2 separate regions of the Sus scrofa genome follow, and region 1 is linked to region 2. A link is a contact called in public promoter capture Hi-C data. All regions are on one chromosome and are shown on one strand. The core of a region is the stretch at or near the end of the contact, and the rest is flanking DNA. Distances in the headings are between cores, read along the strand shown. Region 1 overlaps C3H16orf62 (UPF0505 protein C16orf62 homolog). Region 2 overlaps GPRC5B (G-protein coupled receptor family C group 5 member B).

Region 1 (3,275 bases), core at 528-3,027, 220 kb after region 2:
CTCTTTACCATGTGCTCAGTGCTGGGGTCTCGCTACTTTTTTCCTCCTTGAGGTTACATTAGTTTTACTAATTTAATAATTTTTGTCTCCCAATTATTTTCCAGCGACTGGTCGCTCCGTGACCGTGTGGACCCATCTGCCATGTCTGGATTCCCCTGACACTGATTCCCTGCCCTGGGCCCCGCGCTTCCTAGCACGGGACACCCGGCACCTCGGGCCACATCCGCTCCCCCATCAATGGGAACTGTGACTTACTTCTCCTGCCGCCTGGGATTTCCATCTGCCTGTGGCATCATTTGCCCCCCGTTAGTGGGGCAAAATAACTGTTTCGTCTACACGGCGTTATCTCCCCTATGCTCCACCAGGCATCTCTGGGTCCCAAGTAAACCCACTTGGGACACATTCTAAATCCAACCTAATTACTCCTCAGAGCACTGGGAGGCAGCCCGGGGCTTCGAGGAGCTGATTATCCACATGCTGTCCAACACTGCTCGGTACTGCACCAGCCCCTCGGAGAGCAGATCTCATTTCTCCGGCTCTGCAAACTCCTTTCCAAACAACGTCCAAGGTGAACCGGAGTAGCAGAGAGCTTAGGGGCAAAGGCTTTTGCTTCTGGCATCTTTGTCCTCATCACCCTGGACAGCAGCCAACAAACACTGAGTGAGGGCCCACGGCTGCGGCGCTCACTGGGGTGTGGGCAGCTCAATGGACCCTCGAAGACCCCTTCTCAGGGCCCTGTTCATGCAGGGGGAGAGCGGGGGTCAGAGACGCTAAGTAACTTTCTCAAGACTACATGGCTAATAACAGCAGAGCTAGGACTGAAATACAAGGGAGCAGGAGCTCCCGCCGTGGCGCAGAGGAAGTGAATTCAACTAGTGTGCATGAAGATATGATTCGACCCCTGGCCTCGCTCAGTGGGCTAAGGATCTGGCATTGCCAGGAGCGGTGGTGTGGGCCACAGAAAAGGCTCAGATCCTACATTGCTGTGGCTGTGGCAGAGGCCAGCAGCTGGAGCTCTGATTCAACCCCTAGCCCGGGAACCTCCATATGGCTCAAATGTGGCCCTAAAAAGCAGGGGGAAAAAAAAAAAAAACCTACAAAAAAGGCACATAACCAATCTTCTATGAGCTGCTCAACCAACCTCTCCCCGCTAGAGTTGTCTTCTCTGTAAGATGGAGAGTAAAATGCCATCTCTGGAGTTCCCGTTGTAGCTCAGCGGGTTGTCTCTGTGAGGACGCAGGTTCGATCCCTGGCCCCACTCAGTGGGTTAAGGATCTGGCATTGCCATAAGCTGCAATGTAGACTGAAGATGTGGCTCGAATCTGGTGTTACTGTGGCTGTGGTATAGGCCATAGCTGCAGCTCTGATTCAATCCCTGGCCTGGGAACTTCCATGTGCCGCAGGAGGAGCCCTAAAAAAAATAAAATAAATTAAGCTACCTCTACTTCATTAAGTTTTCCTTTGGTCTGAATAAGAAAATGGATGGAAGGTGCTTAAAACACCAGTACTCACAGAATGACAGCTACTATTACGTTGCCACTAGCGTGTGGTGTGTGCGTGCATGTGTGTGAGAGAATTTTTGGAAATGTGTGGTTCTGGACATTTAAGAAGAGCCTTACGTTTTGGAGAGGAACTTGTTACACTTCAGGATGGATGCTTCCACGTAACTACAAACACATTCCGTTAAGGAAGACATTTTCCAGATGGCCTGTCCCCTCCGGGGAAAAGCCTCAACTATTCATGAAAAGAACGAGGTGTGTCCTCAGGACAGGGGGCCACGGTGGCTCTCAGCAACCCAGCGAATTAAATTAGCTGGTGGCTTGTGGTTTCTACATCTGCTTTGCAAGGTCTTAGCCTCATTTAAAATAAAATTTGGAAAATGTTACACGCTAGTTCATAGCGGCGTGCTGAAATCTGAACTGGGTCTGCAGCATTTCGAATCGAGGCTTTAGGGGAAAGGATGAAACTTGCAGAACTAAGATTCCATCTGTGTCACATTCTCGGTCCTTCAACACTGGCGTTTGTGCCGAGAAGCTTGATCCCGTTCAAGTTCTTGGAACCAGAGAAAACACATAAAGATACAGCATCGTAATTGAGAAAATTAATGTGGAAATATTCCTTAGGGAAATGAAAGCCTGGTACATGGCATCATAGTCAAAATTTAAAAAAAAAAAAAAAATACAGAACCAGAGCCCAGGGGCTTCTTGGACAAGGTGGCTGGCCCCGTACTTGCAGGGACTGAACTTTCGACAGGAATTTCAGGGCATCCCATCACATGGCTTCCATTGAACAGTGCAACGCTTGCAGCCGGTCTTTAAAATCATCAGACAACAACAACAAAAAAGGATACAATCTCGGAATCAGTTCCCTGATGGAAGCAATCTTGAAAAACCAATTTAAGCATGTTTCTTTGGCTGTGTCATTTACATTCTCTGGAGAGAAGTGATCTGTAATACAGAAATAAGCCCCATCAGCCTTCCTCATTCTTGGGATCTGTTACAGCTGCTCTTAGTCCTGGGATAGGAAAATATTACGGCGGAGCAGAATTAGGGGTGGGGCACCCAGTCCTGTGTCTTTCCTTCCAAATAGCGTTATTACTATTAGGAAACTCTTGGTGACCATGAGCTCACACACAGGGGCTTTCGAAGAGCCAGGCCCTGTTCAGAGGGTGTTCCAGATGTCAGCTCACCTAATCCCCACAAGAGCCCTCTAAGTTATGCACTTTCATTGTTCTCTCTTTTTTTTCGGGGGGGGGGTGTCTTTGTCTTTTTAGAGCTGCACCCGCGGCATATGGAGGTTCCCAGGCTAGGGATCAAATCAGAGCTACAGCTGCCAGCCTACACCATAGCCACAGCCACTTGGGATCCGAGCCGCATCCGCAACCTACACCACAGCTCATGCCAACACCGGATCCTTAACCCACTGATCGAGGCCAGGGACCGAACCCACAACCTCATGGATCCTAGTTGGGTTTGTTCACCACTGAGCCACAACGGGAAGTCCTATTGTTCTCTTTTATAGAACCAGAGGCCGAGGCACAGAGACGTTTAGAGACTTGCCCAGGGCACACAGAAAGCTGGACTTCAACTCAAGCAGTTTGGCTCCTCAGAAGATCCTCTTAGCCACTGCCTCTAATTTAATCCAGAGGTTCTTGGTGTCCCCACCAGTAACTGATGATACTATGGAGTATCGGGCCCAGATGCCTGAGGAACCTGCAACGCTAACATGAACTATGATGGAAGTTTGTGCTCTAAATATCACATGGTGAGCTCCCA
Region 2 (3,500 bases), core at 935-3,434:
AGCTTTCCAGGAGGCACCCCAGGAAAGCTGGTGAATCCTCTGCTTGCTTGATCTTAGCTGGTGAATCCTCTGCTTGCTTCTGCCTTTGCATATAATAAGTAAGTGCTGCAGTGGGAGTTCCCGTCGTGGTGCAGTGGAAACGAATCTGACTAGGAACTATGAGGATGCAGGTTCAATCCCTGGCTTCTCTCAGTGGGTAAAGGATCCAGCGGTGCCTTGGGCTGTGGTGTAGCTCGCAGACGCGGCTCGGATCTGGCGTTGCTGTGGCTGTGGTGGAGGCCAGCGGCTACAGCTCCGATTAAACCCCTAGCCTGGGAACCTCCATATGCCGAGGGTATGGCCCTAAAAAGCAAAAAAAAAGTAAGTGCTGCAGTGAACGGTCTTATCCATTCCTCTTTGTGCCCTTGATCATTAACTCTTTGCAAAAACAGATTCCTAGACATGCTTCAGAGAGTCTGCACCTTTCTTTCAATCTTGATATCTCCTGCCAGATGCCACCCTGCAAAAAGATGGACTAATTTAGTCTCCCCTGAATAGCTGTATGAGAACCCCCTTCTTCACCCACCTTGGGTGCTGTCAGACTTCTTTGAACAACCCCCCCTTTTTTTTGCATCATCCCAAGTACGTGGCTACCAAAATTCACGTGGGCCCAGACAAAGCCAGTTCCCATGAAAGGCTCACGGGGAGAGGCAAAATTGTCCTCCTGGCTAGGATTGCCTTTGTTCTAGAAACCCTACTTTGCTGGCTGGGAAACATGTGGGCATCCTCCCTTGGCATGGTGAGAGCAGCTGTGGTCGTCTTTGGGGCTGACCTCAGCCAGATTCTATTTTAGGGAACCCACAAGGGACCTTTCGCCCGGGAGCTACAGTTAGCCTTGTTTTTATTCCGTGTTTTTTTGGTTGGTTGGTTGGTTGGTTGGTTGGCTGGTTTTGGCTTTTTGCCTTTTAGGGATGCATCTATGGCATATGCAGTTTCCCAGGCTAGGGGCTAGGAGTCGAATCGGAGCTGCAGCTGCCGGCCACAGCCACAGCCCGCAGCCACGCCAGATCTGAGCCGCGTCTGCGATCTAAACCCCAGCTCACAGCAACGCCAGATCCTTAACCCACTGAGTGAAGCCAGGGATCAAACCCATGTCCTCATGGGTATTAGTCGGCTTCATTACTGCTGAGCCGCAGCAAGAACTCTCTTGCATTTTAACCAGCCAGGCTTTCAGGGTCTCTAACCTTGTAGTCCATCCCTGATATTAAGAGATGGAGGAGTTCCCGTCGTGGTGCAGTGGTTAACAAGTCCGACTAGGAACCATGAGGTTGTAGGTTCGATCCCTGGCCTTGCTCAGTGGGTTAAGGATCTGGTGTTGCTGTGAGCTGTGGTGTATGTTACAGACGCGGCTCAGATCCAGGATTGCTGTGGCTATGGCATAGGCCAGCGGCTACAGCTCTGATTAGACCCCTAGCCTGGAAACCTCCATACGCCGTGGGAAGCGGCCCTAGAAAAGGCGAAACGACAAAAAAAAACAAACAACAACAACAAAAAAAAAGAGATGGGAAGGGCATCCCCCAGGCTGGCCTGTGGCTCAGCCAAGCCCCAGCAACCACTGCTCCTTGATTTCCTTTCCCCAGCGAGACGCCAGTTATGACTTCCCCAGCCCGTCTCTTAGGAAGTATCAACAAGGCATGAGCTATGTGCTAGAAGATGAAAATACACCGAAGGATATAACACTTCAGATCACATTTTGGAAGGCGTTAACAAGGCACATTAAAAGTTCACCTTTCAAAGGAGCAAGAAAGTGTTCTTTCTTCTGTTAAGGGATCTCTCTGATCTCATTAGGCCACGGGCTATTTAAACTCTGCCCCTTGGCTTCCCAGCGGAAGGCCCAGAGTCAGCTTTGGGGGCAGGGCCAATCCAGCCTCTCTTGCATTCTCCACAGCAGAAGGCTGGCATTTAGCCTGTGGTCTTAATATTCCTGTTGGGACCTCCTGATGGGTGAGCCCCTCTTGCCTTTCAGAGCTGATCCAGGTCAGAGTAGGGTGTTAGTGAGATTCTTAAAGTTGCAAGTAATAAAAATAAAATAAAAAAGTCTGATCTAAAGCAGTTTAACCAAAACAAACAATAGCAACTAATGTACTGGAGATCAGGCTTCAGGAATGGAACCATCCAGGAGGCTCAAGGGATGACAAGATTTGGTCTCACTCCATCTCTTGGCTCTGTGAGTATCATGGCAGGCTACAGCTCCAGGCTTACAGAGTCCCCATAGAAAAGGGGACCATTTTCCAGGATGCTTGACCAAAAATCCCAGGGTTAGCTCCGATGGGACCTGATTGGCCAGGCCTAAATCACAGGCCCACTGCAAGGCCAGGGGAGGAGGCAGTTGTAGCGAGGACTTGGAGACCTAGAATGTGGGAGGGGTGTTTACCAGAGGAGAACCACAAATAACCACTGCAGAGAGGGGTCCTTTGGCCAAGGCAGCCCACAGCTGGCCGGTAGAGTCAAGCCTTTGTTTCTTTGAAGAGAATGTGTGAGAGCCAGATCCGCCCCCCTCCACAGCTGGCTGGGTCCCTGCACTAGGAGGACAGCTGTGCTGTTTGCTTTTCCCTGTCTTCAAGGAGATCTCAGCTAGGAATTGAGGCTAGCTAGGGTCCATGGACACTCACGCCCCTGGGTCCCCCCCCCAACAACCTTCTCTACTTTCCAGAAAGGGCGTCTCCTGTGTGCACATGCATGGGAGCTCAGAAGGTTCGGAGATGCTAAAGCAAAGAGGTTGTCACGAGTCTGGTCTTGGAACATGCCTTCCTCACCCTGCTTCTCTCTGCTCCGACTTCCCTTAGTTCTGTCTGGGCTGAGTTGACCCTAATGTCACTTAAAATCAAATTGCTTCTGGAGTTCCCATCATGGCTCAGCAGAAATGAATCTGACTAGCATCCATGAGGACACAGGTTCCATCCCTGGCCTCACTCAGTGGGTGAAGGATCTGGCATTGCCATGAGCTGTGGTGTAGGTCAAAGACACAGCTTGATCCTGAGTCGCTGTGGCTGTGGTGGAGGCTGGCAGCTACAGCTCTGATTCGACTCCTAGCTTGAGAACCTCCATATGCTGTGGGTGTAGCCCTAAAATGACAAAAACAAACAAACAAACAAACCCAAGTTGCTCCTAAGTAATGAAGTGTAATGGTTAAAAACATAGTATCTGGAGCCAGTATGGCGTTGGTGGTCAAGAATACAGATTCTCTTGGAGTTCCCATCATGGCACAGCAGTTAACGAACCCGATGAGGATCCATGAGGATGCAGGTTCGATCCCTGGCCTCGCTCAGTGGGTTAAGGATCTGGCGTTGCCATGAGCCGTGGTGTAGGTCACAGATGAGGCTCAGATCCCCTGTTGCTGTGACTGTGGTGTAGGCTGGTGGCTACTGCTCTGATTCGACCCCTAGCCTGGGAACCTCCACATGCTGTGGGTGCAGCCCTAAAAAAAAAAAAAAAGGCAATAAATAAATAAATTTTAAAAA

The links. Promoter capture Hi-C pulls out the DNA fragments that hold promoters and counts their contacts.
Region 1: a promoter capture Hi-C map of fetal skeletal muscle shows a contact between it and region 2, with 4 times the contacts expected there. A contact is called at or near these places in 2 of 5 promoter capture datasets (fetal skeletal muscle and liver), 2 of 47 Hi-C or Micro-C datasets (fetal skeletal muscle and skeletal muscle) and 1 of 2 datasets of targeted methods (skeletal muscle).

What each region holds. Positions count from the first base shown.
Region 1 is chr3:26,108,259-26,111,533 of Sscrofa11.1, forward strand. It overlaps C3H16orf62 (UPF0505 protein C16orf62 homolog), which reads right to left. Exons shown (of 31, transcript XM_021086527.1): 10 at 2,351-2,447; 11 at 1,620-1,667. Among named protein-coding and RNA genes, the nearest start is that of C3H16orf62, 47 kb to the right of the region's middle.
Region 2 is chr3:25,887,972-25,891,471 of Sscrofa11.1, forward strand. All of the region lies in intron 2 of GPRC5B (G-protein coupled receptor family C group 5 member B), which reads left to right. Among named protein-coding and RNA genes, the nearest start is that of GPRC5B, 19 kb to the left of the region's middle.